Linked DNA regions of Mus musculus: regions 1 and 3 are each linked to region 2. The links are chromatin contacts, called in public promoter capture Hi-C maps. All regions are on one chromosome and are shown on one strand. The core of a region is the stretch at or near the end of the contact, and the rest is flanking DNA. Distances in the headings are between cores, read along the strand shown. Region 1 holds the start of Ccdc69 (coiled-coil domain containing 69). Region 2 holds the start of Slc22a5 (solute carrier family 22 (organic cation transporter), member 5). Region 3 holds the start of Atox1 (antioxidant 1 copper chaperone).

Region 1 (4,034 bases), core at 1,508-4,007, 1.2 Mb after region 2:
GGTGCTGGAGAATGGAAGCAGGTCTCTCCCCACTGAGCTACATCCCCAGCCCCTATTCCCAGGATATCAGTATGTTCTGTCCTGAGATAGCAGTGACTTAGCCCTAGGCTAGGCCTCTCAGTAAGGTCTGGAGTGTCCGGTCACCCAAGCCACAGAGCACAGAGGTCGTCAGATCCTAGGACCAGTGCAATGGAGGTACTAGGGGGATCATTGACATTGAGATACTGTTCCAAGCCTGGGGAGTTCTTATGAAGGCTCAGCTGCCCTCACTGCTGCTGGTCACCCCACTCTGCACAAGCCTCACATCCTGGCCTTTCTGAAGACTTTAAGCCCTTGGCTTTTATTGGGGGGAACTGCTGCCAAACTTCCCCACCCAAGAAGCCTTCCTCTCAGTCCGGGGAGGCTCTCCTGCAGCATGCCAGGCTAAATCTTGGCCTGGCTCCCAGTTGGCCCTCATTGCATTCCTAGGCACCTGCTCCATGCTCTGCACAGACGGCAGGGGGTTGGGTGGGAAGGGAAAGGCTAGATGTCAATGGAAGGAAGAAAACCAATCTCATATATATATTTATATATATATATGTAGTCCTGGTTCTCAATATGTAGACCAGGCTGTCCTCAAACTCACAAAGACCCACCTACCTTGGCCTCCTGAGTTCTGGGATTAAAGTTGTGTGCTACCATACCCAGCAAGTCTTCCATATTTTTTTAATTAAGAAAAACATTAAAAATTTGTATATATATAGGTGTTTTGCTTGCCACGTGCATGCTGGCTGCACAGAGACCAGAAGGTGTTGGATCTCATGGTACTGAAATTTCAGATAGTTTTGAGCTGCCATGTGGGTATTGGAAATTGAACTTGGGTCCTCTGGGAGAACAGCCAAGGCTCTCAACTACTAAGGCACCTCTCCAGCCCCCTAGCTGCCTCTGAGCAGCCATCCTACCATTCGGCTCTCATAGCCTCTCTGAGCCTTAGGGGCCACACCTGTAATGCGTGGAAGCTTCATTCTACAGCTCAACCTGGTCCCCAGGACCTTCCTGGCACAGAACAGGAAGTGAAAATATTTAGGGAGTGTCATTATTGTGGTCTGACTCTTGTGACCTCCTGAACCTCTATTCTAGAGTTCTATCTCCCAGGGGTATTGGCAGACTGTGTAGATATACCGGGTGCTCACGACTTGACACCCGCATTGGAAATTAAGCAAAAAGCACCAACCAGGAGGGTTAGGAACAGGTGGGAACTTAGCCAAAAAGCAGCCCACTATCCAGCTCACAGGCACCGTGAGCAAAAGAACCCAACGAAGCTGCACAGGCCCAAGGCAGACATGGAGGCCCTTTGAGGCAGCAAAGGTGAAGGGCTTTGCAGTTATCAAGAAGCCCTTAGAAGCCAGGTATGGTAGCCCAGGCCTATAATTTCAACATTAGGGAGGCTAAGTAAAATTGAAAGTTTGGGGCCAATCTAGGCTACATATTGAGAGCTTGTCTAAAAAATCTGAACAAAAACATCCAGCCTGCTGTGGTGGGGAGGCTGGTAATCCCAGCATTGGAGAGGCAGGTGAATTAGCAGTGCAAGGCCAGCTTTGGCTACACATTAAGTTTAGGACAGCCTGGGCTACACCAGACCCTGTCTCCAAAAGTGGGGATGGGGAGAAAAATAAAACAATGAAAAGTTAGTCCAAGTGCAGGGGAGGGTTCAGAGAACACACACACACACACACACACACACACACACACATTGACAAAGTTAGGGGTAGATAAACAGAGGTAACAGGAAGACTAATGAGCTGAAGTTCCTTGCAAAATTAATCATTTTCACAGTGGGGACTGATGAAGTTCACGGGCTGTCCATCCCCACAAGGGGTGGAGAGACTGGCAGACAGGAAAAAACGACTAGGACTCTAGAGTGCCTGTTTCCTTCTCTGGGCCCCCGGCTGTCCTCAGTGGATTTGGCCCTGAATCTAGGCTCTGACCTCCTGACGTTTCTCAGACCTCAAGGGGCAGAAACCTGAGTCAGTCTCTTGGGCTCTAACCCAGCTTCAGGGCTCTGGGGCGGGAGGGACAGGAAGGAGGAGAGAGCTGCAGGAGACTACAAATCAACTCCCACTTTGGCTCCTCCCAGCTACCCTAAGGGCAGCCCACGCACCGCTCAGTTCCCGCAGGAAGCCCTGACCCGCTTCCTAGGCTCTAAAGGGTGCAGTGATCCCAGGCGAAACTCGTTAAGAGGCAGCCTGTGTCTAGCAGCCCTTGGGCAGACCAGGGAGTTGAGGTTTCCAACAGGTCTCAGGTGATGCTGGTGCTGTCCGGCTGTGGACCTATCAGAGATTGCCGGCCTTAGACCTTAGCTCAAGGCGCAGAGAGGTTAAGAACTCTGTCCTCTACTACACAGTGACAGCCCCACACTGAAGGCCACCTGCCACGGACACACCAGTCACCTCCCCGCGGGGACAGCAGGGTCAGCTGCAGTTTGTCTGGGACTGAGTGTGTTAACTCGGCTTCTGATTGCCGGGTCGGGCGGAGACAGAGCACCCCCACCCCCGCACCCCAATCTCCATGACTGCCCCCCCCACTGCTGTCCATCTGGTGTCCTCTGCTGTCCCTCTGAGCGCCCCCCAAGCAGACCTCCGTGTGCGGGCTCCCGGTACCTTCTCTGCGCGCTTGCCGCGGCTGTGCCGGCTTTGCCTGCAGCCCATCCTGCTTCGCGCGTCCCGCTGGCTGTGACTCTCAACCGCCCGGAGCTGCAGCCGCGCCGGCTGCGCGCCTTAAATGCCGGAAGAGCAGGGCCTGCGCGGGGCCCCGGCCGAGCCGGGGCCGGGCCAGGGCAGGTGCCAGCGGCGCTCCACGCCAGAAGTACCTGAGGCCGGGGCAGGAGAGATCCCCAGGAGCCACAGATGGTTCTCAGGACCCTCTGATGAGAAAGAGCTGAGAGGGAAAAGAACGAAAACAATTAAACCAGGCGTTGTGGCACACGTCTGTAATCCCAGTTCTGAGGAGGTGGAGGCAGGAGGATCACAAGTTCGAGGACAGTCTGATATATATAGGGGGTTTAAGACCAGGCAGGGCTACATGATAACCTGTCATACAAAGGGAACGGGGTTGGAGAGAGATCTTAGCAGTTAAGAGTATTTTTCTGCCCTTCCAGGGAACTATGGTTCAACTCCAGACACCCACATCGGGTGGCTCAAAGATGCCTGTCCGGCTCCAGCACATGGGCCTTTTAACCTCTGAAGGCACTGAGGGTGAGTGCCTATAGACCCAGCACTTAGGAGGCTGAGGCTGGAGTTTCAGGAAGAGGCTACAGAGTAAGTAAGAGCTTATCTCAAAAACAAAACTAACCAAGCAAGCAACCAAAAGAACAAGCCAGCTGCAGGCTCAGTGGGAAAGGCAGTTGCCTGTGATGCCGACTTGAGCTCCATCCCCAGGCCCCACTTGGTGGAAGGAGAAAAGGAACATGCATGCCAAGGCTCACACACTGCATTACCCATTCATAACTAAATCTACATTTCCTGAGCTGAAAAGGCCAATCAATTTGCAGTTCCAGGAGCCTGAGGCAAAAGGACAACCACAAGTTGGAGGTCAGTCTAGGCTACAGAGTGAGCCCTTGTCTCAAAAGAAAATGAATTAAAATTATCTCAGTGAGTAAAGGTGCTTGCTACTAAGCTGATGACCTAAATTCAATTCCCAGGAAAAAGAGAGCCAACTCCTGAAATTTGTCCTCTGATCTCCATATGTAGGCCATGTGCACACATGTGTGCACACACACTCACTCTCCCCTCTTCAATAAACAAATGAATAAATGAAATAAAAGTATACTTCAGAGAGGGACAATGCTGGTAGCAAGGCCCAGAGCCCAGGTCAAATGCTCCCCCAAACCTGGCTTTTGTAACACCCCTGCAAATAAATGACACCCACTTTCATTGTAAGCTTTCCACAAGGCTGGGCCAATAGCTTTCCCCAGCTCACAAGATCTGTGTGACATAGTCTTCTCTCCTCAGGACAGACACTGCAAGCTTGCCAGATGCAGTGGGAATGGGGACAAT
Region 2 (4,546 bases), core at 950-3,449:
AGCCCAGCACTCTCAAGGTCAGGGTAAAAATTAAAGACACGACAGGAAGCTGCTTCAGATTTCAACTGCCCCTTTTTTGGGCAGCCAAAGCAGATTTCAGGAATTGATGTGTCAACCCCAACAGCCTCTGCCATCACTTGCTTCCAAGCACTTATGAGTTTGGAGCTTAAGATGTAGAACAATTGACAATCCCTTCTCTGTGGACTCAGGGGTCAAAAGCACTTTACTATCTCAGTAAATACATTTTTTGTTGTTGTTTTGTTTTTCAAAATAGAGAACTTCCCTATGTAGCCCAGGCTGTCCTAGAACTCAACTCTGTAGACCAGGCTGGCCTCCAACTCCTAGAGTTCTTCCTGCCTCTGCCTCCTGAGTGCTCAGACTAAAGGAGTGTGCTCCATCACTGACCAGGCCCTTTTTTGTTAGGTAGTGATACCTGATCCTGGCACGATGTCACTTAAGTTAAAAATCCCCAATGGAGCTCAGATTTCATTCTTACTACTTATGTAGTAGGTAAGCACAGGTTTGAACACATCTAACCACAAACTCCCAAAGGAAACAGACAGTGACTCTTGTGGGGATACTCTCTGACTCTACTCTTGAAGAATGATATATACCTGAGAGCCCCTGTAAGGAGGGAAGCTCAGTCTATACCTCCAAGAGTCTTAAATGCCAAACAGGTACTCCTAGCTTCTCCCTACTGCTCCTGAAACCATTTCTTGATGTTGGATCTAGACCTAAGGGCTAACTAAACTCACCAAGAAACTATCTCCAACTGGCCAATCCCAATCCCTGATACTCAATGAACCAGTTGCTCAATAGTATCACAGAAGATTCTTCTCATATTCTGCATATTCAATACTGCTGAGCCTCCAGGAAACTACAGTTGGTGCCCAAGTCCCCAAACACATCCACATGCACCATTAAATGGCCTGCCACACCCCCAGCAGAGTGACTGAGAAATGTCAAAGTCACCCAAGAATAAAGTGCAAGGGGATGAGGAATTAGGTTTCCATCGCTTTTCAGAGTAACCTTACATGCCTTACCGAACCTCTCCAGTGATCTTGTCCCAGAATACTGTGGAAAAGACTCCATACCAACAAGTCACCCTGGATAGATCTGCAGACACATGGGTCCTTAAGAAGTAACAATCCATCGCGGGCAAATGGAAAACAGTTTCTCCTGGGGCATGGCAAGCCTTCATTTTGGGATGAGGACAGGTGAGGGAAGAAAGAATAACTCCAGAAAAGGTAGAGAGTTTGGAACACACGTTTCTTTAACTTTAAAAAGTTCTGCAAAGAGTCTTTCCTTTCTGAACAGAGGCTAAAACTGTGGCCTCTTCTCTGGAGCAAGTCTGAATCCGGCCCCTCTGAATCACATCACTACCTCGAGAAAGTCCCACCCCTCAGGGTCTCAGGGCATCTCCTAAGGGGCAGAACCTTCTGGACTCTATCTTCAATGGGACCCTATGGACGGATGGTCTGCCAGACACTTGTCCCCTGAGGGGCGTACTATGGCTAGAAGTCATCTCATAAAATGTTCCTGGGCCACCTGACTGGAGGATGCTCATCAGCCTGTGCGTTGGACGAAGGGCTACAACCGTCGCCGCGATGTCACCAGACCCTGATAGGGGGGCTGTCACCTACCTCTGTCACGATGGTGGACAGGAAGACGTCCTTGTCGTACTCCCAGCCATCCAGGCAGCTCTCCTGCTCCAGCTGCTCCAGGTCCACGTCCCGCCCCGGCTCCAGCCCTAGCTCAGAGAAGTTGGCGATGGTGGCCAGTCGGTAGCGGCGGCATTTCTGAGGCACCTGTCGTCCGTCCTTCGTCTCCAACGGGATACTGTGGTTGCGCCACGCGCTGCTCAGGTTCACGGTGTGAGGCACAAGGCAACGGTGCTCCGGGGTCCCCGCCAGGAACACGATGGACATACCATTGAAGCCATTGGGGATGATGCTGGCGCTGAGCAGGAAGAAGATGAGGCGCTGGAAGGGCCCCCACTCGCCTAGGAAGGCGGTCACCTCGTCGTAGTCCCGCATGCCGTCCTCAGCCTCCCACAGCGCCCGTATGGGAATAAGGGGACACCGTGGCGCGGGAGACGGGGCGCTGAGAGCCTCTGCGTGCAAGGCTCGTGAGTTCCCACCGACGCCTCCGACTCGGCCACCGCCAACTTTACATAGGGCCTGAGGGCGGGGCGGGCTCTGGGCATGGGCCTGGGCCGCAAGGCCCGCCCCGCCGTCCCGGCTCTGAGGCGCGGCGCGGCGCGGCACGGCGGGGGCGGGGCAGGGGCCTGAGTGACGCACAGTGGGCGCCGGCCATCGGCCGCGCGTGCGCCTGAGGCGGAGCCGAGCTAGGACTCAGAACTAGCTGGGCGGTACAGAAGGCGGGGCTGAACCGGGCTTCAGAACTGTCAGCGAGGGAGGGGTGTGGCTTCATTCGACCACGCCTCCATAGTCTCTACGGGGCCCGGGTTGGGTGAACACTTCTAGTTCCGCCCAGACTGGAAGACTGAGGCGGGGCGTCTGTGAGCCACGCCCCTAACAGGTCCGCTCTAGGGGGCGGAATTGGGTCTTTTCAGGACACTTCCTGGAGCAGGTTCCCAGGGTGCCCTTCTCTTGAGGGAAAGGGTGACTTTGAAAAGTTTGTGTCCAAGGCCATCCTGGGAAGACCATTCTGGGTGTTCAATGGAAAGAGGCTTAGAATTTAAGCAGTAAACAGCCCACCTTCTCAAATTTTTGTTGTGGTTGAGAGATATTGTGAACCTCGGAGAGTCTCATTGACAACGACAGCCTTTGTTGCAGTTTTTCCTGGAAAGACTGCCATCTTTTGTGGCTGCGGAGATAGCTCAGCTAGGACTCTCTTTAAGAGTCCAGATTGCTCCTCCAGAGGACCTTGGCTTGCTTCCTAAAAGGCATAGGGCAGCTCACAGGCCCAGTAGGCATGCACTCGGCACATTAGACAAAACAGACTTGCAGGCAAAACACTCATACACATAAAATAAAATAATAGTTATATATATTTACATATAATATATACATATATTAAAAAGGGGTGGATTTTGAGACTGGTGATGAGAAAGGTGGCAATGAATTTTAATTCCCAGACTATTATGTTCTTAAATTATTTTGTTGTCTTTTGATTTAAGAAATAGTAAAATTTTGACTTCAAGATTAAGGATCTTAGTGTAGGATTAATCTCTCAGATTTGTAATTTTTACAATTAATGCAGGAGCCAACTTGTTAAAAAACCAAAACAAAAACTTACCAGAGTTTGTGGCAAAGGACCTTAATCAAGTCTGGTCTTTATAGCCAGTTCCAGGTTCTCAAATAAACAACAACAACAAACTTTACCATGAAACCCATTATTTTGTCCTAGTAATATATTCTAAAAACCAACAACACCCAAAAACAAAACAAAAAACAAAAAACCGACCAGCAACTGTATGATTCTGAAGCAACACTGTCTAATAAAATAAGAAGTTACCCTTATAATTTTATCTATATTTATTTTTTTGAGATGAGTTTTGCTATATTGCCCTGGCTTGCTCAGTAGCTTTGACCTCAACTGACCAACCGTGCTCCTCAGCATTGCGGTGGAACAGGCAAACATTGTAACTACAATTGCTTTAGTAGCTGTTAGTAACTTTTCTGGTTACAGAGACAAAGCAACTTAAGCGGAAAGGGTTTGTTCGGCTCAGTAGTCAGAGGGTGGAGTCAGTCACTCCCGGAAGGCTGGGTGGCAGGAGTCTGCTTGTCACAGTCGCCTCATTCAGGAAGCCAGGAGAGAGAAATGCTGGCGCTCAGCTTGCTTTCTCTCCTCTTACTTAGTCCTGAACCAAAGGCCATGGAACAGATGCTGCCACTCTGAGGGTCACTCTTCCCACTCCAGCTAACGAGATCTAGAAGCTTCCTCACAGACACCTAGAGGTTTCTCTCTTAGGTGATTCTAGACCCTGTCAAGTTGACAACAATAATTGTCACAGCCATATTAATAAAATGTCCAGATCTAGTAAATAAAAATTTTACGTGGTCAGATTCAAGTTTTGCATAAAGAACTAACAATCTGAATTATAGTTATGTATTGGCATATGCAGGGACATGTGAGGTTGAGATATAAGTGGCTGCCCTGTGTTCTTCCTCCCTGGCAGTGCTCATAGTAGAAGCCTTTAGAGCTGGGGTGTTGCTCAGTGGGAGAGTGCTTGCCTTACACACACCAGGCCCTGGATTGGATCCCAGCCGTGTAAGAAAAGCTTTCCTTTAAAAAGTATGGAATTAACCATAACAATATGTGTAACCTGAATGTATCAGGAACATTATTATTTCAGTAAACCAGTTTCTTGTATCCTTGTATTAATAAACATTTCAAAAGAATACAAAGCTTCTATCAAAAGAATGTTAACTCATGTCCAAAAAGCAAGGTAAAATTAATACAGAAATTTATTTATTAAAAACCATTAATCCCATTTTTCACACTAAGTATTAGCATTCCAGCGTGTATTTAAAGCATATTTCAATTGACCCTGGTGAGCCACACCTTTGAATACTTTGCA
Region 3 (4,328 bases), core at 382-2,881, 1.6 Mb after region 2:
GAAGCCTGCCTACCCAGTTCTACCCCACTCGACCTACATCAACATAAGAGTCACTACTCCTTGGGGACAGATGGGTCACTAGCTGTGTTAAATATGATGATATAACTCCAGTTAATACCAACCTCAGTCCTGAAAGGTCTGTTTTCAGTCCTGATTTTACAGATGAGGAGACAAAGGCTCAGAGAGGCAGAACAACTTGCCTGAGGCTGCCCAGCTGGCAAGCCAAGGGCAAACTTTCAGGTTTCTGGGTTAAGCTTTGGTCTGCAAACTATCTTGGGTAAGACTTACTTCCCTGGCTAGATTGGAGGTAGCACTTGACCAATACCTCCCTGCACTTAGCAATTTGTCTTGATAAGGTGCCTGTTCATCTCCCATTAAATCCTGTGTCCCCAGAGGCAGACACAGAACAGAGAGGCCCTCAAGCTATTTTTTTCCTTCACTGCTGCCCTCTGAAGAGCAGCCGGGCAGCCTCCACTCTGGAATCCTGAGGTCACCAAGGAGTCTGTCACATGGACTAGCTTGACTGGCAGGATGGACTTTACCAAGTTTTTTTTTTTTTTTTGGTCTGTGCTTTGTGCAGACAGGGTCTGAAGACAATGGGCAGGAACCACAAGAATGACACCTGAGAGGTTTAAGGATTTGTACCAGGAAGAAGCCTCAGGTTCATTCCCAGAAGATAAGCTGCTAAAACACAGAATACTCCTGGGAGACCTCTGGGTTGAGAGGCACTGGGAGGAAAATGCTCTCCACTCCACAACTCTAGACCAGCATCTCCGGAACTCAGTTGAGATTAGAGCTTGCCCCCAAACAAGTACAACTGGTTTTGCCCAGCACTTCCCAGGTGGTCTGGCTCCATCTTGTATCCTACCTACCTAGCTAGCTCCCAACAATAAACGCTTTCCAGCAAGCACTGGGGTTTTTCTTCTCTTCTTGTGTAATGTGCCAAGGCCTCATGTAAGGCCTTCATTTTAAATTAAGCAATGAGACTAGAAGCCGCCATGCAAAGGAGTGGGGTGATTTCAAAGGCAAGATAAGCGCTGCTCTCGGCTCCTTAAACTCTGCTCTGAGCTTTGGGATTCCTGGTTGGGGAAGAAAGTACCCTGTCGGCCCAGTGCTGAAGTGGAAGCAGGGCAGTGTGGGCAGGAGAGATGAACAGAGACATGCTTCTCTGGAAAGCCTGCAGGCGGCAGGGTATGCATGTGGAAAGGCCAGGTACCCGCATTCCTATATGGGTTCTCTGCCCTACCTCCCTGCCTCAGTTTCCCCATTATGCAGAAAAGGATGGGGCTGCCTCTCGAAGACTCTCTAGGGCGATCCGGAGGCCTGTGTTCTGCACTACACTGCTCTCTGCAGCTTTCCGGAGGGTCCCGAAGCCGGAGGACCGTGCGGAAGGTAAACTGAGAAACGACTGCAGCTCTGGCCACGGCCTGCGCCCTGACAGCAGCGTCGGGCTCGGAAACAGTGCATCCGGGCTGGAGACAGAAGTTCCCGCGGGTCGAACGGCCACTTACCGGCATGACTGACGCGGCACACACGGGCAGTGGCAGCGGCGACGACGACTGGAACTCCTCTCCCGGACACCAAAGCTGCGCTTCCGGAGAGCGCTCCTGAAAGCCCCGCCCTCAGGCCAACCCATCCTTCGGCCAGGCCCCGCCCTAGGGCTGGGCTCCACTTATGCCCCGCCTCTTCCGGGGCTAGCTTCGTCAAGGCCCGGCCCTTTGAGGAAGGATCTGCTAAATTCCCTGTCCCTTCCGGTCCAGTTAGAGCTAGGTTCCTCCCTTGGGCTGGCCTCCTCTTGCTTACCGTGCCTTTCGATATGAATATTTCACTAGGTCCCGCCTCTCTTTTGGGTTAGGTCACGCCCCTCCGGACGCGGAAAGGCCAGGCTTTTTTGAGGTCAAGCTAAGGCTATCTTGTGGAGGCCAGACCTGCGTTTTCTGCTGGGTCATTTCTGAAACAGGGCTAGGGAATGCAAGGCCAAGGCTCTGGGAATAAAAGATCTGGCATCTCCCTAAAGGGACCATCTCTCTTGCTTACCACTCAACTCAGTCCCTAAACTACAGTGGCCTGACCTAGGGCGCCAGGCCTGTTGACCCGGATACTAACGTGGCTGAGGCAGAAGATTTCTGGGTTCAAGGCTTACTGCGGCTGCAAAGTTCAAGGGCATCCTGGACTTCTTGAGACCCTTTCCTGAAAAAACATATTAAAAAAGAAATCCAAATTTAAGGCACATAGTAGATAAATTCACAACTGTAATCCCAGTGCTTGAAAAGTTGAGGCAGAGCTGGGCCAGGTGGTGGTCATGCCTTCCTTCAATCCTGGCCCTCTGGAGGCAGAGGCAGGTGGATCTCTTAAGTTCAAAGCCAGCCTGGTCTACAGAGCAAGCTCCAGGGCTATGCAAAAAACAAACAAACAAACAAACAAACAAAACAAAACAAAAAACCCATGAGACTGCGTCCTTCCCACCCAATTATGGCAGCCCCAGTAAACCGAGTTACTGCATGGGTAACTGACACCCATGAAGAAGATTGGCTTCCTCAAGAGTGCCAGAAGGACCAACCGACTGGATCTATCTCCTCTACCAGCCATTTGTGTCCTTGAGCTGGAGGCTGAGAGGAGATCCCTAAACTAAGTAGGCAATCTGCCATTTTGTGTGTCAGGATGGGTTCAGTCTGAAACCATGCTATAATTTGAACATAAAAGTTATAAGAAGTTGGCTAACAGGGGAAAGCCTAAGAATCTAAGACTAGCTGGATGGGGTAAGGGTGGCACACATGTGTCTATAAACAAGCATTCCCGGGGCTGGCGAGATGGCTCAGTAATTAAGAGCGCGCCGACTGCTCTTCCAAAGGTCCCGAGTTCAAATCCCAGCAACCACATGGTGGCTCACGACCATCCGTAACGAAATCTGATGCCCTCTTCTGGGGTGTCTGAGGACAGCTACAGTGTACTTACATATAATAAATAAATAAATCTTAAAAAAAAAAAAAACAAGCATTCCCCCTACACTCCAGAGGCTGAGGCAGGGGATTTATGAATTGGAGGCCAGTCTGAGCCTCATGAGAACCTGTCTTAAATAAAATGAACTAAAATAAAATAAATGTAAGAACATAATAGGCTGGGCGATGGTGGTGCACGCCTTGCTCCCAGCACTCGGGAGGCAGAGGCAAGCGGATTTCTGAGTTTGAGGCCAGCCTGGTCTACAGAGTGAGTTCCAGGACAGCTAGGGCTACACAGAGAAACCCTGTCTCAACCCCCCCAAAACAAAAACAAAAACAAACAAACAACAACAAAAAGAATTGGAAGCAGGGGGATTGCTGAAAGTTCAAAGCCAGTCTACACTACAAAACACCATGTCCCAAGCACTAATAACCCTTCACCCTGATACAAAAGTGTGATGGATGTGAGAAGATTCAACTGTCCAGAAGGTTAAGACATAAGTGTCCGAGAAACAGGTCCCCCTGCAGAACGTTCTGGCTGGGAGGCTTCTGGGAAAGCATCTATATCCCCAAAGGGAACTGATACCACTCTCTGCCTCCTTGCTCCAACTCCACATAACTTCTAGAGAACAAGGACCTTCCGTCTAGCTGTCCATGACAGAAATGTCCCAGAGGCTGATGCAAGAGCCACGGAGCTAGTGCTGAGCACTGATGGCCCCAGACTTATTCTGGGGGAAGGGAAGCCATCTTTATTTCATCTCCTGAAGTCAACTTTCTTTACTTGCCCTTGACATGCCTCACTGAGAGTCCTCACCTGATGATGTACAGCTTGCTTCTGGCCTTAATGCACCTAGTGTTGCGATGTCACCACACACAGTTCCCTAAAATTAAAAATAGAACAAATTGGTATGTGAGGAATTGTCTGCCATTTAAAGTTTTGCTAGATTGATTGACTGCCTCTCAGAACAAGGGAAAAGGTTATTCTATCTATCTATCTATCTATCTATCTATCTATCTATCCATCCATCCATCCATCTTCGACATAGGGTTTCTTTTGTATAACTCTGGCTGTTCTGGAATTCAGTCTTTAGACTAGTCTGCCCTGGGGCTCAGAGATCTGCCTGCCTCTGCCTCCTGGGTGATGGGATTAAAGGCGTGAGCCACCACCTCCACCCATGTAAGGTTTTAATTTTAAATTTAAAAAATATTTTTTCCAGGTTCATAATTTCTTGTACAAATTGAGTTTTACATAGTGGATTCACATCAGCTCCTTCAGGCACGGGACTTAACAGATGAGGTCAGACATTTCCAAGTCCATTTCTCTTGCTTTCACAGCTAGAGTTGTTTTAGGCCTTAACTTGAAGTATAAGACCAACAAAGCAATGCCTC

The links. Promoter capture Hi-C pulls out the DNA fragments that hold promoters and counts their contacts.
Region 1: a promoter capture Hi-C map of pre-B cells shows a contact between it and region 2, with 4 times the contacts expected there. The contact joins the promoter of Ccdc69 here to the promoter of Slc22a5 in region 2. A contact is called at or near these places in 4 of 39 promoter capture datasets (hippocampal neurons, liver and pre-B cells) and 1 of 9 other capture datasets (liver).
Region 3: a contact with region 2 is called in a promoter capture Hi-C map of pre-B cells, with 5 times the contacts expected there. The contact joins the promoter of Atox1 here to the promoter of Slc22a5 in region 2. A contact is called at or near these places in 1 of 39 promoter capture datasets (pre-B cells) and 2 of 9 other capture datasets (adipose tissue and liver).

What each region holds. Positions count from the first base shown.
Region 1 is chr11:55,075,374-55,079,407 of GRCm38.p6, forward strand. Ccdc69 (coiled-coil domain containing 69) reads right to left here and starts at 2,758. Exons shown (of 7, transcript NM_177471.4): 1 at 2,640-2,758. The coding sequence starts at 2,687.
Region 2 is chr11:53,889,504-53,894,049 of GRCm38.p6, forward strand. Slc22a5 (solute carrier family 22 (organic cation transporter), member 5) reads right to left here and starts at 2,200. Exons shown (of 10, transcript NM_011396.3): 1 at 1,644-2,200. The coding sequence starts at 2,036.
Region 3 is chr11:55,459,577-55,463,904 of GRCm38.p6, forward strand. Atox1 (antioxidant 1 copper chaperone) reads right to left here and starts at 1,632. Exons shown (of 4, transcript NM_009720.3): 1 at 1,512-1,632. The coding sequence starts at 1,517. It also overlaps the pseudogene Gm12235.